Regions from separate parts of the Mus musculus genome. Here all the other regions are linked to region 7. The links are chromatin contacts, called in public HiChIP or PLAC-seq and promoter capture Hi-C maps. All regions are on one chromosome and are shown on one strand. Each heading gives the region's core, a stretch centred on a gene start, on an enhancer-like site or on the middle of the called end of the contact. The rest is flanking DNA. Distances are from core to core; before and after follow the strand shown. Region 1 holds the start of Cep131 (centrosomal protein 131). Region 2 holds the start of Slc38a10 (solute carrier family 38, member 10). Region 3 holds the start of Tnrc6c (trinucleotide repeat containing 6C). Region 4 holds the start of Aatk (apoptosis-associated tyrosine kinase). Region 5 holds the start of Bahcc1 (BAH domain and coiled-coil containing 1). Region 6 holds the start of 2810410L24Rik (RIKEN cDNA 2810410L24 gene). Region 7 holds the start of Cbx2 (chromobox 2).

Evidence for each region. Promoter capture Hi-C pulls out the DNA fragments that hold promoters and counts their contacts. HiChIP or PLAC-seq counts read pairs in DNA pulled down with a chosen protein or histone mark.
Region 1: a promoter capture Hi-C map of pre-B cells shows a contact between it and region 7, with 6 times the contacts expected there. The contact joins the promoter of Cep131 here to the promoter of Cbx2 in region 7. A contact is called at or near these places in 1 of 39 promoter capture datasets (pre-B cells) and 2 of 115 datasets of contacts at active chromatin or transcription factors (astrocytes and embryonic forebrain).
Region 2: a promoter capture Hi-C map of pre-B cells shows a contact between it and region 7, with 3 times the contacts expected there. The contact joins the promoter of Slc38a10 here to the promoter of Cbx2 in region 7.
Region 3: a contact with region 7 is called in an HNF4G HiChIP or PLAC-seq map of pancreatic cancer cells. The contact joins the promoter of Tnrc6c here to the promoter of Cbx2 in region 7. A contact is called at or near these places in 1 of 39 promoter capture datasets (liver), 1 of 484 Hi-C or Micro-C datasets (embryonic stem cells) and 1 of 115 datasets of contacts at active chromatin or transcription factors (pancreatic cancer cells).
Region 4: a promoter capture Hi-C map of pre-B cells shows a contact between it and region 7, with 2.2 times the contacts expected there. The contact joins the promoter of Aatk here to the promoter of Cbx2 in region 7. A contact is called at or near these places in 2 of 39 promoter capture datasets (the C10 cell line and pre-B cells) and 1 of 115 datasets of contacts at active chromatin or transcription factors (pancreatic cancer cells).
Region 5: a contact with region 7 is called in a promoter capture Hi-C map of pre-B cells, with 4 times the contacts expected there. The contact joins the promoter of Bahcc1 here to the promoter of Cbx2 in region 7. A contact is called at or near these places in 5 of 39 promoter capture datasets (the C10 cell line, cranial neural crest, embryonic stem cells and 1 more), 3 of 484 Hi-C or Micro-C datasets (all in embryonic stem cells) and 3 of 115 datasets of contacts at active chromatin or transcription factors (embryonic stem cells, large pre-B cells and pro-B cells).
Region 6: a contact with region 7 is called in a promoter capture Hi-C map of pre-B cells, with 5 times the contacts expected there. The contact joins the promoter of 2810410L24Rik here to the promoter of Cbx2 in region 7. A contact is called at or near these places in 3 of 39 promoter capture datasets (the C10 cell line, embryonic stem cells and pre-B cells), 3 of 484 Hi-C or Micro-C datasets (all in embryonic stem cells) and 4 of 115 datasets of contacts at active chromatin or transcription factors (embryonic stem cells and extraembryonic endoderm stem cells).

Annotation. Positions count from the first base shown.
Region 1 is chr11:120,085,533-120,088,232 of GRCm38.p6, forward strand. It overlaps Cep131 (centrosomal protein 131), which reads right to left and starts at 1,295. Exons shown (of 26, transcript NM_009734.3): 1 at 1,120-1,295.
Region 2 is chr11:120,149,968-120,152,667 of GRCm38.p6, forward strand. Slc38a10 (solute carrier family 38, member 10) reads right to left here and starts at 1,384. Exons shown (of 17, transcript NM_024249.5): 1 at 1,013-1,384. The coding sequence starts at 1,111. Gm11769 (a long non-coding RNA gene) reads left to right here and starts at 440. Exons shown (of 3, transcript XR_389232.4): 1 at 440-747; 2 at 871-1,431; 3 at 1,812-2,700.
Region 3 is chr11:117,652,884-117,655,583 of GRCm38.p6, forward strand. It overlaps Tnrc6c (trinucleotide repeat containing 6C), which reads left to right and starts at 1,406. Exons shown (of 22, transcript NM_198022.2): 1 at 1,406-1,803.
Region 4 is chr11:120,045,845-120,048,544 of GRCm38.p6, forward strand. It overlaps Aatk (apoptosis-associated tyrosine kinase), which reads right to left and starts at 1,301. Exons shown (of 14, transcript NM_001198785.1): 1 at 1,025-1,301. The coding sequence starts at 1,106.
Region 5 is chr11:120,231,542-120,234,241 of GRCm38.p6, forward strand. It overlaps Bahcc1 (BAH domain and coiled-coil containing 1), which reads left to right and starts at 1,406. Exons shown (of 28, transcript NM_001347621.2): 1 at 1,406-1,566. It overlaps 2900052L18Rik (RIKEN cDNA 2900052L18 gene), which reads right to left and starts at 76. Exons shown (of 2, transcript NR_151480.1): 1 at 1-76.
Region 6 is chr11:120,188,545-120,191,244 of GRCm38.p6, forward strand. It overlaps 2810410L24Rik (RIKEN cDNA 2810410L24 gene), which reads right to left and starts at 1,312. Exons shown (of 3, transcript NR_030682.1): 1 at 896-1,312; 2 at 1-132. It also overlaps Gm9734.
Region 7 is chr11:119,021,758-119,024,472 of GRCm38.p6, forward strand. Cbx2 (chromobox 2) reads left to right here and starts at 1,264. Exons shown (of 5, transcript NM_007623.3): 1 at 1,264-1,423; 2 at 1,501-1,544; 3 at 2,418-2,483. The coding sequence starts at 1,352. Gm35829 (a long non-coding RNA gene) reads right to left here and starts at 2,082. Exons shown (of 3, transcript XR_389218.4): 1 at 1,516-2,082.

The DNA of each region.
Region 1 (2,700 bases), core at 45-2,544, 1.1 Mb after region 7:
CTCATCCCTGAAAGCCCAAGACGCCCTGAACTCTGCCCCAGACTCTCTCCTTTATACACCCTCTCCATCCCTGAGCTTTGCACAAGTACAGCAGGCTATCCGGCCAGGGCCCGTGCTCACATCACCCAATACTTCCACACTGCTCTCAGCTCAGGTTATACCCACAGGGGAAATGGCTTCTCAGGATGGCAGAGTAAATCTGAGTACCTGAGAAGTCCAGCTCTGACCCTGTTTTCTATAAGCACTTCATTGTGCATTAACTAAGCCTGCCTCCCTCCCTGCTGTTCCTCAAATCTTGGCAGTGCATCCTAGCACACCACTGCATCTGCAATCCCCCTGCCTCCACAGCACCATCAGCTTTTCTTCTACCAACTGTTTTGCTTTCTCTAGGACTCCCTTGAGAGGACAGGGACCACACAGTCTTAGGTCCTGATGTGTGGAGGGCACTGAGGTCCTGAGACCTGGGAGATGGGACATGGGACAACTGCTAAGTGATTACAATCCCCTTTCAGAGTCAGGGAGCCAGGAGCATACACTCACCATGGTCCAAAGTCAAGCTGCCTTGGTACTGACATCCAGATGTGTGTAGTAGGGGGCAGTGTCCCTACTCTGAGGCTGCTTTGCCATCAGTCCGGCCAGTGTCCCCGTTACACATTTCTGGTTGTGTAGGTGAAACCTAATACCTTGCCCTTCTTGGCACTGGCTACACCTTGGTGGATCCTAAGCTCCTAAGTCTGGTGGACATAGCTTTCCCAGCACCACGTGCAGCCAGTGAGGTTCTGGGCGGTAAACATAGCCTCTCCATGGAAATCTATAAGCCAGATGGCCGGAGGCTGGGGAGGCCAGCCTCACCCTGGACAAAACCGCGCCTCCCGCAGGAGCCGGAGGGGCAGGAGCCTGCTCCCTCGGGGGCCAGCTGACTCGCAGAGGCAGAGCCCTTGAGCAGCGCACTGCTGTGCTCCTCCGCGGGCGACCCGCATCCCCTAGGTCTCTTGAGGTTTAAGGCAGGGGTTCCGGGCCGCCCGAATGGAGCCCACGGCGACCTTCCGGGGCTGGGGGTACTGGGCACAGGCCGACCTCGCTGCAGGGCCCGACCCTTCACCGCGAGACGCCCCTCACCTGCGCGGACCTAGCCTGGGGCGCAGGGCCCGTGGGCTCGGCCTGGCGGGCGCGGCTGCAGAGCCACCCGGGGCCCCACGGGGCTGGCGCGGCCTCCGCCGTGGGTGACAATAAAACGCTGTCCGCAGGGGCGAGCGGCGGCGGCGGCGGCTAGCAACCAGCCTGGTGCCTCCTCCGCTGTCCGTCACGCCGGCCCGCCTTTGCAGCGCGCGCCGCTCAGGGATTGGCTCTCCGGACGCCCGCCCTGATCTTCGGGTAGTTCATTGGGCCGTTAGGCTGTCCTGTAAGTCCCGGAGTGGGAGGAGCTGCCGAAAGCCAAAGTGGAGTGGGGCAGGCAGAGGGGCGGGGCTTTAAGGAGGCGGAGCCTGCGGGTCCCGGCACCCTCTGAGGCCCCCGCGCAGCCCTGGGCCTCTCCGGTGCCTTGGCAGGACCGCGCAATGATGCCTCCTATCCCCAATCTTTCCTAACTGCTTTCAAAGACACTGTCGGAGTCTCCAAGTGTATAGATGTGGTCTTTCCTGTCTGCCAAAGGGCTCGGGACCCACAAGCTCAGATGGCCTCTCCAACAGAAGTTACATTAAATAACAATGTTATAAACTCAAATGCTTTAAAAATTATCCGCATATTAATCTTATGAACAAGCGCGTGTGCGTGCGTGTGAGTGCGTGTGTGCGTGCGTGCGTGTGTGTGTGTGTGTGTGTGTGTGTGTGTGTGTGTGTGTGTGTGGTAAGTTAGGATGGTGGTCCAGGGCCTTGCATGTGCTAAATAAGGACTCTGCCATTGAACCTCAGCCACTTTTGCACTAAGAAAGCATCTCATATACCACGTAGCCCAGGCTGTCCTCGAACACACTATATAGCTGAGAATGACGTGGAATTCCTGATCCTTTGCTTTTTTCCCCTCCTAAATCTGGAATTACGGGCAAAGTGCCGCCACACCTGGCTTTCATCTTTTCTTTCTAAGATTTATTATGTGTAAGTTTCTGCATCATGTTGAGGGTGCTGGATCTCCTGAAACTGGAGTTATGGATGGTTGTAGGATGCCATGTGGGTGCTGGGAACTAAAACCCGGTCCTATACAAGTGCTTTTTTTTGTTTGTTTGTTTTTTTGGTTTTTTTTTTTTTTTTGAGACAGGGTTTTCTATGTAGCCTTGGTTGTCCTGGAACTCCCTCTGTAGACCAGGTTGGTCTTGAACTCACAGATCCACCTGCCTCTGCCTCCCAAGTGCTGGGATTAAAGGTGTGTACCACCACCACTCAGCATAGTAGGTGCTTTTAAACACTGATGGTGGCTTCCTTTTTTGTTTGTTTGTTTTGTGTTTTGTTTTGTTTTGTTTTTTCGAGACAGGGTTTCTCTGTGCAGCTTTGGCTGTCCTGGAACTCACTCTGTATACCAGGCTGGCCTTGAACTCAAGAGATCCACCTGCCTCTGCCTCCCAAGTGCTGGGATTAAAGGCATGCGCTCACGGTGGCTTCTTTTTTAAAATTAAGAGAAAGATTTGGTTTATACATATCAAAATTCACATCCTTTGGTGTCGGGTAAACACCCATTCAGACTTAGTCACCCTTCCGCCACACCCTA
Region 2 (2,700 bases), core at 134-2,633, 1.1 Mb after region 7:
GACAGAGTTCACTTGGAGATTCGAAACCAGCCAACACTCAAGTCCCAGGATGCAATTCTGCTGACAGACAGTTTCCATGGACACTGGGACACGTAGGCACTCCAAAGACACCCAAAACCATCCCCCAACAACTCAACACTGGGGTTCACAACACAGATGTCACCCCAGAGGATCTAGCTCTGTCCTCCTGTCTACATCTATTAACCATATCAAATACCCTACCCGGGAACCCTAGATACAGTCTCAATCAGGATAGGTTGTTGAGGATCAAAAACTCATTGATTAAAAAAACTTGTTTTCTATTTTTAGCCTGGGATGTGAACGACAAAACACACGAAGTAGTTGTTAGTCTACTATTAAATTATCAACAACCCATTTTCACTTCCAAATGTCTATCCCGGATTAATCTTCCACCTCATCTCCTGGGAGTCATCAGATAGGAGGAGTGGTCTCTGCCTTGATAACCCACTGTTTCAATAGAACAGGACAGCAGCCCGCGTGGCATGGATGAGCGACGGGGAACCCCGCCACTCCCTTTGTTAAGAGAGTCATTACCCAATTTGACGTTTCCATCTGCTTCCGCAACTCACTGGCAGACACAACAAAGCCACGTAGAAATGACCATCTTTTCATGTGGCATTCAACACAGAAATAACACCAAACTTTTTTGTATGCCGGCTTTTCCAACTGCGGTGACACATGATACAGATCAGACCAAACGAATGCTTTAAATCGCCTTGAGTAAAGGTGAGTAGCCGAAGCCGAGGACCGGCATGCTTCCGTGCCATGCAGTCGGTCAGAGTCAAAAACAGGACCAACAAAACCACTATCAATCCGCTAACGTATCCTTCTCTGTGCCTTTCCGTACAGTGTGAGCAACCGCTGAGCGCGCAGATCCGGACCGCGACTCGCTTCGGGGACGTTGCTTGGGTCTCTTCCCGACCCGCGGTGCTCACACCCCCTTCCCACCAAACGAGCACTTCAACCTGATGCCCCCGCGCCCTCGACTCACCTGCTTGAAGCAGAAAGGCATGGTGAGCACGCTGACGCCCACGATGCTGTTCACCACGTTCGTGATCAGCCCCCACTTGGAGGTGGAGGCGGCCGTCATTTTGAGGGTCTAGGGACCAGGACAGAGCGACCCTAGATAACCCTAAACCTGAAGCAGGGGGGGCCGCGGACAGGCGTCGCGAGGTCAGCCTCCAGACCCTGCCAGGCTCCGCAGCAGCCTCATAGCCATGGTTCCAGGTTCCCGCCTCCGCCTCCCCAGAGTGAAGCGGGAACCCGGAAGCGCCGCAGGCAACGCTAGCAACACCTCAGCTCCGCTTCGCTGCCTCCGGCACCCAAACTTCCGCCTTCGGAGCCTACTCTACCAGGAAGTGACGGTATCAAAGGGCGGGATGAGGCGGGACGCCAGCCAACTAGAAGTAGGTGTGTATGCCCGAGGAGGCGTGGTTTGGGTGGGCCCAGAGGCGGAGCTAGGCGTAACTCTGGCCAATAAGAAGTATGTGGGGGGAGGGACGGCGGGACGTGGGGCGGGGTCTGAATCAGGGCGGGGCTACAATCTGGGTTAGGGGTTCCAGGCTTAGACTAGTGACTGTGGCCGCTGGTAGAAGAGTCATTTGCTGGGTACAACCTCTAGTGGAACAACAGGAGAGAAAGAGAAGGACTACCTTTCAGGTGAGGAGTGGGCTCTTGAGGGTTAATTTTCAGGTCCTTGCGCACAGGAAGGATTTTGGGTCACAATTGGAGGACCTGTCTAGACTGAATGCCAACTTATTGGGACAAAATTAGCACTTAACGTTTTACAGATAAAAATCATCGGGACACCGGGAGGTTCAGAGACTCAGCAAAGTCACAACAGCCTGGAGGAGGGAGCATGGAGATGTGTCTGTTTGATACGCTAAGTGGGTGAAAATGGTCTACTGCCCTAATATGAAAGAAAACCAGAGGAAAGGTAAAAAGGAGAGACTAGGGAAATCTAGGATTTCAAGAGATGGTGGCTTCTGTACTGGAAGGACTAATGAGAATTCTTCCTGGAGTAATGGACATTAAAGAGACTAGAGAAAAGAGAACGCTCCAACACCTAAGTGGATTACTGGCACCTGGCAGTGTTCTTTATGGTGGTGTCTGTGGTGAATGAAGGCCTAGGGACCTGAGGTCCAAGAAAGACCCCACAATGATTCCAGGAGGCCAGAGCTGTGCATGCAAGGAGGAACTTCAAGCTGCCTAAAGAGGCTCTCCTAGAAAACAATTTGAGGCCCATGCAAGATCTCAGACAAGGGACAAATTCTTCCAGCATCAGGCAGAGCAGCTTCTAGAGATGAGAGAGAGAGAGAGAGAGAGAGAGAGAGAGAGAGAGAGAGAGAGAGAGAGAGAAAGGAAAAGCTAGAAAGAGCAATTGGTGGCATGAGCCATTAATCCCAGCGTTCAGGAGGCAGAGACAAGCAGCTCTCTTGAGTTTGAGGACAGCCTGGTCTACATAAGTGAGTTCCAGGACAGCCATGGCTACGTGGAGAAACCCTGTCTCGAACAAAAAAAAAAAAAAAGGAGTAATTGAATACAAAGCCAGAATAGGGTTGGAGAGATGGCTCAGTGGTTAAGAGCACTGACTGCTCTTCCAGAAGTCCTGAGTTCAGTTCCCAGCAACCACATCATAATGGGATCCAATGCCCTCTTCTGGTGTGTCTGAAGACAGCA
Region 3 (2,700 bases), core at 156-2,655, 1.4 Mb before region 7:
CAAATATTCTTTCTACCACCACAAGTCCATATTCCAAACTATGAGTCTAATTTTCATTCCAAAAGATATAGCCCACCTTTTCTAGTGGTGTTAGGATATCTAAGGTAGGAAGAGATCCTTATTGTGCCAGGCTAAGTAAGCTCGAGGGGAGGGGACGATCACAAAGAAAGCTGGAAGAGAGGAGAGGTCATGGTCACAAAGTCAATGAATGGCAAGGACAAATGCTAAATGACGTCATTTTGGTTCAATATTCCAATAACTGAAGTTTTACAGTGTTGTTTGCACCCAGACTCTGGGCTCCTCATGGATTTAGCAATCTACCTAGTGCATGCTGTGTAACTGCAGGATGCTATTTGTGCTCCTTCCTGGATCATGTGATAATATCTGGACTTTTGAGACACAAAAGATACAGGTTCTCAGCAGTCAAGAATTAAACTGAAGTCAATAAAATGCTGAATAGAAAAGGCAGAAGTCTCTGTGAGAGCCACATCTGCCATCAGATCTTTCTAGGGGATATGGGTTTGCAGGATGAAAAATACACAACAGACGTTTGAAGCCGACTTCGGAGAGTAAGTAAATCTGACGACCAGAAGGCTTAAAATATAATAGAAAGAAAGGAGTGTACAGAGCTCACGGGACCCTGAAGGGAAACGAGAGCAGCAAGTCTGTTGTGTCCCTTTTCTCCACAAACATTTCAAAACATGACACTGGCGGCAGCAAAACTGCATCTCGAAGGTACTACTAGAGCGTTGTCTCTTCTTCCAGACGGGAACACATAGACAGGGAATGGCCTCTTACAGCACTGACAACTTTCAGAAGCATCGCGGATCTACCAGAACATCAGGGTCGGGAGTGGTGGTGGAGAGGAATTAGGCTCCTTCCATCACCCTCTGTGGAGAAAAATATGAGCTTTCAAAATCTTCCCGTGGCTTGAACAGAAACTTGAAAGGGACTCTACGGAGCGCACAGTGCTTCGGACCTTACCCACCAGATTATTACGTATATGTATACCAAGGAGGAGCCAAAGAATGGAGGACCACCGCGGGCTTCCCAGAGCCAGGAAGAAAATGCGGGGTGTGTAGTCTCAGCCCAGGGCTTGGGGTGGGCAGGTTGCGTTCGCTGTAGGGTGGAGTAGCTGCGGGGAAAGCAGGCCTCCCCAGGGGGCTGCTTTGCAGCCGGGATTGTTTGGCTCGCGTCAGAGCAATCCCCGGGGAGCCTCTGAGCGAAGGAGGGGGCCAAGAGGATGCCGCGAGGAGCGCGCAGCGAGCTTCTAGGCCGCGTCCCGCGCACGTACGAGTGTGCACCGTAGGGAGGTACAGGGCGTGTGCACGGCACGGGCCGGAGGCGCGCCAGTGCGTGCGCCAGGTTCAGGGCGCCGCTGCGCAGAGGGCCAGCGCCGCCGGGCGAAAACGCTGCGCAAACCCGGGATACGGCGGGGCGCAGAACCGGAGAACGGAGGCGGCTACGCAGAACTGAATCTGCGGCCCTTTGGTGCGCAAGCTAACGCGGAGTCACAGTGCCCAAAAGCGTGAAGGCAAGCGGCCACGGGAGAATTCCGCACGGCTCTCCGCATTGACCGGGAAGGAGCGTCAGCTCCGAGGAAAGGCGCGCGTCCGAGGCGCGTGAAGAACGCGCAGCTCGCACCCCCGCGCGCTCCACGCGCGGTCTGGACGACCACAGCGCGGGCGGGTATTAGGGGAGAAGGAGGAGGCGTGGTCTTTTCGTGACGAACCAATGGGATCGGGAGCACTGCCTGGAGGCGGAGCTCAGGATCAGGGCGCTGATTGGCCATTCCGCCCTCCGGTATGCAGATGCGGTGGGAGTCACGTGCCGGGGGCCGGTACGACTTCCTGTTGGAGGCCCACGCGGGGCGGGGCCGGGGGCGCGAGCGCCGCGTCTGGCTGGAGCGGGGGGAGGGGGGTTCTTGTCAGTTAGAGCAACAAGATGGCCGCGGTGGCAGCTCCGCACCTCAGCGCGACGGCCCCGGGAGCCGCAGCCGCCGTCGCCGTCCGCGTCGCCGTGCAGCCCTGAGAGCCGCCGGGTCACCCCGGCCGCCCCCGTGACAGGCGGTCCTCGCGCCGTCGCGCTCCCGCCGCCGCCGCCGCGGGCCCGCTCGAGCCGGAGCCTGAGGCGGAGGGAGCGGAGCGGCCCCGCGCCCAGCCGCCCATCGCCGTCCCCGCCTCAGACCCGGGCTGCGTCCGAGCCGCGGCCCGCCGAGACTTAGGAGCAGGGCGCGTCGCGGCGTCGCGGGCACTGGACCTGGACCTGCCGGGACGTGCCGCCGCCCACCCGCCGCCCGCGCCCGGACTCGATCCTGCGGCGCCGGCACTGAGCGGGCCCCCGCCGCCGGAGCGCCCCCGAGGGCCCCGGGCGGCCGAGAGCGACCTCTCCACCGCCAGGCCCGCGCCGCCGGAGCCCCGCGGAGCCGCCGCCGGGGACGGAGCCCAGGTGAGAGCGCCACCGCCGCAGCGCCCGGAGGTCTTCGGGCCCTTTGTTCGGCCGAGCCGGAGCGCGGCGGCCCCGAGCTACCCGCGTGCGGCGCCGGCCGGGGTTGACGGGCGGAGGAGAGGCACGGACTGCGAGCTCCTGGCCGGGCGTGCGACATCGGGATGGGGACCCAGGGGTCGGACACTTAGCCGTTCCCCCCAACCCCCGCGCTCGCTCTCTCGTTCTCTTAAAACTAATGCAGTGGTGGATGAT
Region 4 (2,700 bases), core at 51-2,550, 1.0 Mb after region 7:
TCACCCAGGAAGTCATTTCTGAGCAAAGGACACTTATAGCCCTATACCAGATAGACAGCTCCATCGGCTCCCCTCCCTGGGAGCAAATGCCTTCAGATCCAGCCCTGCCCAGGGGACTCTGTGCATCACTGCACATTCTGGCCCCACTCCAGGAGGGAGACCCAGGAGAGTCATCGTATGTGAGCCGGGCTTTGTTTGGGCTGTGCAGCCAAAGCCAAAGCTCCAGGGACTTGTGGGTGGGACTCCAGGCTCCTCCTGGGCACAGGTTCATTCCCCTCCCTCCCAGGCTAAGCAAACAGAATCAGGATTAGAAACAGCTGCCCTGGCCCCCTCTGCCCACCACAGCTGTCCACCGTGGCCAGGCAGTTGTGGTAAACACATTACCCTGGTGTCCACTAGCCAGGTGGAGCAAGATGCCCGACCCCAGGTCCTGTGCAGTTAGTCAGCACCACCTCTCTAGAATGGGACCTCAGGTGGGCTCATGCTAGGGTCTTCGTCGGTCCCCACACCCACCACAGGCTGCCGAGGGAGATGGGCACGCTGCCTTGCCAGGGATTTGCAGAAAACAGCACCAGGGTTAGGAAGGAGCCTTCCACCAGAACATGGATGAGCAAGCTTCCACAGCGGGCCTGGGCTCCTGCCCTGCCTCACAGAACACCCCTCACCTCCCCAGGGCCCTGAGTCCTGGCAACCTCTCTCCGGGACACCTGGGGCCAACACAGGCCCTCTTGTCCCAGTTACCTGTGCCAGGGAGGCATCCAAAGAGGCAGGGGCTGATGCTGCCAGCCAGCGCTGAAGGGGCCGGCTGTACAGGGTCTGGCCCCAAGGCCTGCCCACCTCCGGAGACCTGTAGTGGGTCCTCGCCGGTCCCTGTTCTTCTGCGGGGACTCAGGGCGGAGAAAGGGTTAATTTCCAGGCAAAATGGGAAACCGTGGCTCCAGCAGCATCATGTCGGCGGTAGGGAGACAGGTGGGGGGGCAGTCGCAGCCGCAAGGCCGCCTCCGAGGGCGCCGCGCGGACTCACCCGGGTCGAAGTGGGAGCTGAAGGCAAAGCTGGGGTTGAAGAAGGACGACGACATGGCCAGGGCCAGCAGCGCGATGAGCATCCCCAGGGCGGGCGCTGCGCTTAAGCTCAGAACGCCGGCGGCCTGGGCCGGCGTTCCGGCATCATCGTCCAGCGGCCTCCGCAGGTGCGGAGCGCACGGCCCCCCGCTCCTAGCGCCCCCAGCCACCGCCGCAGCGCGGGCACCAGTGGGGGCGGCGACAGACTAGGCGCCTCCGCCCGCCGCCGCGGCGCCGCGGGGCTCTGGCTGGTGCAGTCCGAAAACACGCGGGAGCGCGCGCGAGGTGGGGGGGGGGGAGCAGGGGGGGATGGAGATGGGGGCTGGGGGTTACTTTCTGGGACAAAGCAGGGGAGGGGCACGCAGTTCGTGGGACAATGAGGGAAGGAGAGGGGTCACGGAGGTGGGGGGGCTATGAAATAAGGGGGGATGAAGACAGGGGCGCAGAGGCTGGGCAGCGCGAAGGCTGGGGACACGGAGAGGGGACAGAGGCAGGGGAGGTTCACGTAGGTCGTGGGACACTAAGAGATGGGGAGGGGGCACGGAAGCTGGGACTACGGTGGGGGGGGGGCAAATGAAGTCTGAGGGCACGGAGGGGAGGTAGGAGTGCACAGATGATACGGAGGGGGCCGAAGCCTGGGAGGCATGGAGACTGGGGGAAAGGTAGGGGACCTAGGCAGAAGGAGGGGTACAGGCTGTGGGACACTAAAGGATGCAGGCTGGGGAGAGGGCACAGAGGCTGATGCTATGGGAGCTGAGGAGCACCGAGCGGAGACACAGCAGAGAAGGGACACGCAGGTCTTGGCATACGAAGGGTGTGGGCTGAGGGAAAGGGTATGCAGGCCTCGGCTACTGGAAAGGAGACTGGACGGGACAGGGAGGAGGGACACGGAGTGTTGAGATGGAGACAGTGGGGTCATCGAGGCTTTGGGGCTCCAAAGAAGTCTGCTACTAAGTGGGTGGGGGTTTTGGAAGAAGGAGCCGATGGTTGCGAGTGACGAAGGCCAGGGGCATCCAGGCAGGTTAGAGGAGAGTACGGAGGTCGAAGGTCCGGGGAGGCTGAGATGAGGATGAGGGGTCAAGCCCTAGATGGGAGAGCGACTGAGACTGGAAGCTGATTTGAGACTGTGGGCATCTCAAGAGGTCACTGACTTCGTGGTGGTTGTCACGGAGGCCAAGGGTCACAGGTGAGGTTACAGACCGGAGTGTCCATGGAGGTGCAGAGCTGGGGTCCTGCTGAGTAGCGGATGGTGGAAGGAAATACTAGGTGGGGGATCCAGGAACTCATGGTTACAGGGTTACTCGCAGGTTTGGGGGTGGCTTGTCAGGACACGCTTACACCGGTTGGGGTGCTGTTTTTGCACTGACCGCCTGCAGCTGTGCCACGATGCGACAAACGGCTGGCCCCATCTGGCCCCATCAGCGCAGAACAGCCGGGGCGCTTGGAGCAGGCGGCGGCGCCGGGCACCGACGCCGTGCCCCGCGCCCCTCCTCCTCCCGCCGCAGCGCCATCTTGCAGCGTTGCTAAGAAGCTGCAGGCCTGGCGGCATGTAGGCGAGGCACGAAGAGGGGTTGTCACCTGCATGCAGCTCTGGGGTCCTGGACAACCAGCTATACTACTATTCATTCATTCTTGGCC
Region 5 (2,700 bases), core at 156-2,655, 1.2 Mb after region 7:
GTCCCCGGTTTATCTCCTTTCATCAAGCGGCCTTGGGCAGCCTTGAAACCGCGGAGCCAGTAATTGCTTTTTTCAGGAGGCCCGGTGCGGACTGGATAACAGCCAATCAGCGCCTTGTTTACACTTAGTGATGGACAGCCCGCTGGCAAAGTGCCAACCAATCGTGACCGTTTTGCAGAAGCAAGGGAGGCGGGGAAAGAGAGGAGACCACAGATCTCAGATTTAACTCCTTTGTGTCCACGCAGGAAAGAGACTGGAAAAATCCAAAGGAATATAGCTGTGTCGATTGGCATCTACTTAAATACTCCCCCCCAACACACAGAGAAAAAGAGAAGCAGAAATTATGTATTCATCGCCACTAAGACATCACCTCTACTTCTTGAGAATAAATAACATTTGGGTAGGCAACCAAATTCTAACCGAAATATTTGCTTGCAGAATATTTTAAAAGCGCTTTGATTCTGATTATGATAAAGAGAATTGTTTAGAGGCTGTTTTCCATTGTAGAGAGAAATTTGCGAATATGCAGGGACAGGCCCTGAGAAATGCTAAGCATGGTTTTCACACCATGACAACCACCCCTAAAATTATCAAGTGAAGATATTTTTAAAATCTAGGGGCTGATAGAAAAAGTAAATCCTTATCTTGGCAACAGAGCCTCGATTTTCATTTCGATTGTTGCTACGCTGCAAAGTGTGGCGGAGGGAGATAATAATTGAGAGCGGACAGATAGATGGCTGGCGAAGAAAGGTACATCTGCCTCTCGGGCAGGGGGAAGAAGGGCATATATGGAGCCTGTGGGCATGCCTCAGGCAGAAGTGTATTCCTAGTTTGGGTGGGGGGCGCCTGGGAGTGGAGGTACATCAGGGTAACTCAGAATCTGCGCTTGGAAGTTGGGCCTACGTGCAGCAGGTTCTGCCACCTGCCAAACAGACCCTTGGTATGGACAGAGCATCTGGTTTACAGCGTGAGGCTATTTCTTCTTTTTTATTTTGTGCATAAAAACAAATAAAAATGCCCCAAACCTTACACCTGACAAATTATGGAAAAACAAAACCACAAGTCTCCCCTGGACACGGACACCCGTTCTCACTATCCCTAGCTCCTCTCCCGCCCTGCGCCACCACATTCCCATTCAGCAGCAATGATCTGCGCAAAGGAGCTGCGCAGTCGCTGGGCTTGAATTAGGCGCCATCAGGCTTGGTAGTAGCCCTGCTGCTCCCTGATTGGCAGCTCCCTGGCCCGGCGCCAGCCTATTGGGAGGCCTGTTTACGCCGAATGAGTGGCACGAGCTCAGGGCCGTGGAGGGCCGAGCAGCCAATCAGCGCTCGGGCTGCTCCGGGCTGAGTGGCACGAGCTTATTAGTATGCAGGGCCCGTGGCTCGCCGCGCCGGGCTGCAGGTTTGAGAGCCGCTCTGGATGGGCTCGCTAGAGTCGTTGTTGTGGAAGCCGTGCATTCACAGTGCAACAGTCAGCACATTGAAAATACCAATAGGAATACAAACCAAAGTCACATTTACTGATTTAATTGTATTGCATTCAATTGTATCCAGGAAACAGCCTCCAGTAAGTAACTCAAATTGCTTTCATTTTTAATTTTTTTTGCTATTTTTATTATTTTATTATATTATTTTGGTTTTTGGGGGTTTACATTTTTAAGCAAAAGAAATTCAGGATTGTGATGTTAAATAATAGAGCTTCCCTTTTAAAATCCGTTATGATGTTGAAAGGCTTTTTTTTAAAAGATGGACTATATATATGAGTACGATATTTTTTCTTCTGAAAAATTTTATCGATCGGTTTAAAATTCCCCCCGTAATGCGTCCTTGCTTTGCTCTGAGCGCTTGTTGTCTCGATCGACACCCTGCATTAAAAATAAATTATCGAGACAGGACAGAGACCGCCAAGCTTCGTTCAGCAAGAGCCTCGCGGGTAGCCCCGAATGGACAGTCAGTGAGAGCCCAGTTCTGGAGGAACCAGGAGCGAACCCCAATTATTTGCTCCCCCATCTTACTCCCCTCCCCCAGCAATCTTGAATGGGCTCCGCCCGGTCGTTCCGTGGCGCAGGGAACGGTCGGCTCTCCGTGGCCACGGCTTTCCGGGCCTCAGTGAAGGGACAGGAGATTAGAGGGGTACTGGCAGGTTTTCAGGTTCCGCTCCCCACAGACTTAATTCTTTTCAGAACATTTCCCTTTTTTTCCCTCTCTGGGGGAGTTGGGATGGAGGAGGGGGGCTGAACAGTGGGGCGTCTTCATGCTGCGCGTTCTGGGCAGCACGCGGGCTCAGGCCAAGACCCGCGTGGCGTGGTCCGGGGACCGGTCCATTTCCCAGAGCGGGGGTCTTGCACCACCCAGTCCCCGTTCCTAGCTGGGCTGATGGGGGGGGGGCGGGTTTCGCAGGGAGCGGGTTGTGAAGCGACGCTGGAGCCATTCGCTCCCGGCGCGCTCCTGGCTGCGGCCTGGCCTTGCAGGCCCCATTGCGCCCACCCGCGCGGGAAACTCGGCAGGAGGGAGCCCACGGACTCCAGAGCTTGGCCTCCACCGGAGGACAAAGGCGTCTCAGACCCGGCGTTTCGATGCGAAATTTGAAAACAAAGCAAACCTTGAGGAGCTGGGGGTACGAGTGCTGCCCAAGCCTCAGGAGGGTGCACAATTCTGGGGGTCACGCCCAGCCACCCGGGGGAGGATTTCTGGGGTTCGG
Region 6 (2,700 bases), core at 62-2,561, 1.2 Mb after region 7:
TCTACCCCACCAGCCAGAGCCCCGTTTCTTCTTCTGAAATGGTCTTCTCACAAAGCCACCCTTAGCCGACACCGTGTAAAATCCCACTATCGGGTAAGCCAGTGGGGACGCTTCTGGCTCAGCTGCAGCTAACTTGGGAGAAAAGAAAGTGAATTCTTCAAGAACTTTAAAATAAAAGCGGCCCTTTCCCGGCAACTCGCGTCTAGCTTCGCCTTTGTTTTAAACACACATATAAAACCCTTGTCCTTCCTCGGAACGGGGGGCGGGGAGAACTGAGGGTCCACATTCAGAAGCGCTTTCCCCTTAAAAAATATTCTCGGAGGAGCTCTTTTGTTTGAAGTGGGTATGGGGGAGGGGACGGGGCCCGCTCCAGTTCAGCTACCAGGCTCTTAACAAACCACCACCAACAAAAAACCACAACTCTGAGGGTATCTCCTAACCCCGCAAATCTGGGGTTCCCGGATCCAGGAGGGATTCGTTCCTAGACACCCGGCGCGCAGCAGAAGCCAAGACCAGGTTTCCCTAAAGTAAACATCCCGGTTCAGAAAACGAGAATTCTAGGTTTCCGGGTTGGGGGATAACTGTATGAACCACTTCGAAACAGAGCCATCTTGCTGTAGTACCCATGGAGTCCTGGATGAATTTCGTGGGCCTCTGAAGAAAGTGACGCGCATTTCCACAGGAACTGGCTCCAAGCCCGTCTTACGGGTGGTGGAGAGCCCAGTAGGGATTCCAGAATACAGCTCAGGAGGCTACCCCGAGTTCGGCTACCGTCCCAGGACCCCTCAGAAAGACACGTTTGGTGCGAAAATCTCCTACACACCAGCTGGGTTTTTATTCCTTCCCTCCCCAGAGTGTGCTCTGGGCGCGCGGGAAACAAGGAAAAAGCACGTACCTGGCGGCGCTCTGAGGGCAGCCTCACCGGCCCTCCGTAGGCAAGGGAGCTCCCAGAAGCTACTCCCTATCCGGCTGGTCGACCCTAGGCCTGTCCCTCCATCCCTCCCTCCCTACCCGGCTGGTCGACCTCCGCCGAGCTAATTCTCCAGGAGGCAGGAGCGGGATACCCGGCCCGCCTTTCTGGAAATGGGATCCGTTTTTTAGCGCCAGGGCCCGCGCCAACGTCCAGGCCACCGTCGGCGCGCAGGGTTTCCCTAGTCCTTTGGATCAGCAGAGAGTGGGGCGGCCTGGACGCTGGGCTGCGGCTCGCGCACCAGCTCCCTGTTCCCGCGCGCCCTTCTGCATCCAGGCTCCGGCGTGTCCACGTTCCCAATCGCGAAAAGGGGACGAACTCTGAGCCCTCCGGGAAGAGAAGGCTGCAGCCGCAGTCCAGGAAAGAGCCCTAGGGCGGGAGGGGTGCAGGGCGGAGGGGCGGGAGAGCTACCAGCGCCCCACGGCCGCGGCCCTCGTGGGGGTGGGGAGGGCGCCCAGCCCCACCCACGTGGAGGCCCCCGCCCCGCCTCCATGAGGGCAGCGTCCCCGCCTGCCCCAGCGCCTCCGCCTAGCCCCGCCCCATCGCCTCCCGCAGCGGCCGCTCCCTTTGTCTGGGCAGCCGGTGCAAACCAATGGCATCGCGTGGGCGGTGCTCAGGTTGGCCAATAGATGATCCAGGAGGTGTGGCCGAAGAGGAGGGTCTATTTCCCCGAGAAGATACGGTAAACTGGTAAGCTTTTCAGGATCTGGGCTCTGAGGCCGAGAGTGTCTGCAGCTTCGAGCTGGCTCCGCCGTGGAATTACAAATTTTGGATTCCTTTCCACTATCTGGAAAGATGCCCCCAAATCCGGAAGGAAGTGTAAGGGAATCATATCTGGACTCTAGGGAGAGGAAGCCCCAGGGGATTTGATTTTAGAATGGCCCCTTGCACCCGGGACACGCAGTGCCTTGAACTTTGAAATTCAGGGTGTGCAACATCCCCAGAAGTCAGGAAGGTTCTCTGAGATCGAGTGGTAATAATGTGATGTTCAGCTTTCAAGGCGTCTCTGAGTTCAGGGGCAGAGGTGCATAGGCCCTCTCAGGAAGGACTACAGGATTGGGGGCCACTGCCCCAGGACCACCTTAGTGGGCAGCGACTCATTTGCTTTCTGAGCGGAGAAATATCGAGTGCTGAAAAATATTCAGGCTAAAGTGGACCACGGCCAGAGAGCTGTTGCTGGCTTGCCCCAGACAGACAGGGAAAGATACATCTCAAGTGTGCCCCAAGCCACGCCAGGGCAGCAAGTGCAGGAGACAAACAAGAGCCAAGCCATACCTACAGGAGCAGGCAGGTGTCTCCTCTTGAGTTCACCGCCTTGTCCTGGTCTCAGACCTGGAGGTGTTTCCCAACCTTTTCTCCCTTTCTGCATCTTGGCTCCAAGTGAAATCCGCAAACCAAGAAGAAAAGGAAAACAACCACCTGATGTAGGGGCTGTAATCTGGTGCCGCCGATGGTAAAATGAGCCCCGGAGGTAAATGAGGTACATTACAACCCTGGATTTGCAGGGCTCCACCTGAGCGCTATCAATCCCAGCATCTCCCAGGAGGTTGTCACAGAAGCTAACATCTAATTCCCTGTTGCTGAAGGCAGTACTCAGCCACCTTTATGGCTCTGTTTTGAAATTCCTCTTTTCAGAAGTCCAGGGATCCTGAGAGGGCCTGTAGCTAACTGAAGGGCAAGTTGCAGCACTCAGGATCTAGGACTTGTCCGGCTATGGTTGCAAACCACAG
Region 7 (2,715 bases), core at 14-2,513:
AAATGGATCCAGCTATTTATAGGATTACAATAAGCACACCTTTGTACAGCGCAACCATTTACTGCCCAGCTGATCTGAACAGGGACAAAAAGAGCTGTCTGGGAGACTTCAGCGGCTCTCTTCCCCCTTGCTTCATCCACTACTGCACCAAGCACCTAAATGAGCAATCATTGCGCTCTCAAGAAGGAAAAAAGAAGGAAAAAAAATGTCTCTTTCCCTGCCCCCTCTGCAAACAGCTGCGAGCTCTTTCCAAAGCAGATTTAACCAACCAACTAAACTGAAGAATACCCTAAAACCCAGTGGTTTCCCGATATTCGTTTCTTAGGGCAGAAAGCTTTACAACCAAAAGATATTACTCCTTCATAAATAGGTTCACGGTTACGTGAAGACAAGGTCCTACAAAGGTGTGACTTTGGATTCGCAGCCTGTTCAAGAAAGAGGCAAAACCAGAAAGCGAATTTTCATTGGATTCTGCTTTATTAAATGAGAGAACGCTTCTTTCATCATGTGCTTGACTCGCTTCAAAACTTACAAAGGAGACTGTTCAACGGAATTTATGTCTGAGCGGGAAAATAAATGGGTAGGGCGCCTAAGCCATGGCGACCTGGGAGGACCGGGGCCACCCCTGGAAATTGATCCAAAGGACTTTACTAGCAGAGCTAGCAAGCAGTGACAAGAATCCAGTTACACCCAAGTCTGCACACCGATCCCTCTGGCCCACGTCGACGTCACCAAAATCGTGAAATAAACTAAGAAAAAAATCAAGTTGGTTGTGTCCCCACGCGCGTACTAAAAGTCGGGGAACTAGGTCCCATTTTCACAACTCTTTAGTTAAGAGTTCGGAGTTCAGTCTTCTTCCAGTGACCTGAATTTTTCATCTACAACCTTAAGTAGAGTTTCGAGGCTCCTTTTTCGGTGTCCCCTCCCGAACCCCGTACTTTTCCACTCTTTTTGTACCCCTGACTGGTAGAGGACTAGTGGGGAGCAGCGCCCCTCACTGGCGGGGGCAAGAAGCGCCGCGTGCTCCCCGCTTCGCCGCCCTCTGGCCAAACAATAGCTTTCCGCAGGGACCTGCGATCCGGAGCGGCCGGACCCCAGGATTCCCGGAGCACGCAGCCTCCCGACACAGTGCAGAGAGCGCCCAACCCCACGGACTGGTCCCCGCCGCGGCTACCACGAACAATGCGCGCCCCGCCCCGCGCGCCCGGCGCGCCTATTGGCCCGGCGGCTGCGGGTAGAGCAGCGCGGGCGACTCCGGCGCGCGTGCGCGGGGCGGGGCGCGGCGGGGGCGGCGCTTTGTGTGCAGCAGTGAGCCGGGGTCTGCGGGGCGCGGGCCGCGGCGGGCGGCGGCATGGAGGAGCTGAGCAGCGTGGGCGAGCAGGTCTTCGCCGCCGAGTGCATCCTGAGCAAGCGGCTCCGCAAGGTGCGTGAGCCCCCGCCCGCTCCCCGCGTGCGCCTGGCGCTCTGCGGGGCTAACCGCCCGCTCTTATCTCTCCGCAGGGCAAGCTGGAGTACCTGGTCAAGTGGCGCGGCTGGTCCTCCAAGTGAGTCTCCGGTGCGCGGCCGCCTTCCCGCGCGCGCCTCCCGGCCTGGGTGGGAACCCTCGCATCGCAGGCCCGGGCGGGAAGTCCTGTGCCTCGGGACCCAGAGGACTCTGGCCGACTGGCGCTGCCCTTTGTTTACGAGCCCACGGGGAGCGAGCAGGGCGGCCTCCAGCCCCGAGTCCCTGGAGCCCGGCCCGCCTCCGCGCCGCGCGCTTCTGGCGCCCATTTGTTGCATGCGCCCCCGCCCAGGAGCTGGCCGCGGCTGGCGCGGGACGCGGGCCCCCTCCCCTTGCCCAAGTTATCCTGCTGTAACCTGAGCTTCCTACTGGTGGGAGGGCTCCCCCACCTACTCCTACCCCCGGCCCGAGCTTGCTTTCTTCTCAATGAGGGACGGGGACCCGGCCTTCTCCGGAAAGGGCTTCCTTTGTAGCTGCCCCGCCACCCTCCTTCCTGAGCCCCATCCCCTCCAGATACCACTCCCCAAACCCGGTGCCCTGCCCGCGCTCTCGGTGGTATCCTCCACTTTGTTCCGTCTGTGCCCCCCGGCTCCCCCTCCCCTACCTGCCTTCCCTCCCCTCCCTGGCTCCGGGCCAGGCCCAGGGGATTCCCTCGGCAGCTTTGCTCTTTGTTGGGGTTTGTTTTCCTCCCAGTGTAGACTGTCGAGTCCTCTCCTGGCCTGCTGGGGTTTGAGGTGGCAGTTTGCCTGTGGGTTTGAGGCTGGGATGCTAACTAACTTTAAGGACTTCTAAGACCTCAGAGGACAGCCTCTGCCGCAGTGCCCCTTGTCCCAGCGGGGCTGTGGGAGCTGTCCCCGGCAGCCCACCTGGATGCTGCTCACCAGCCCGCCCACCCCCCTTTGCTTTGCTTTTCCAGACACAACAGCTGGGAGCCAGAAGAGAACATTTTGGACCCGAGGCTGCTCCTAGCCTTCCAGAAGAAGTGAGAACTCTGGAGGAGGGGAGAGTTGGGTGGAATTGGCTGGTGACACAGTGGCCTGGGGCTGTGGTGTGGGGAAGCCTGTGGTGGAGCACTTTAAGGCCTCACAGACAGCCTCTGGTTTCTCTTGGCCTTTTCTGTGGAGTAGCTTTTGGTCGGCACTAATAGCACTTGAAGCTGGAAGCTTGTTGTAAAAAGCACACCTCTGCCCCTGCCACGGTGTGCGTGTGCCATG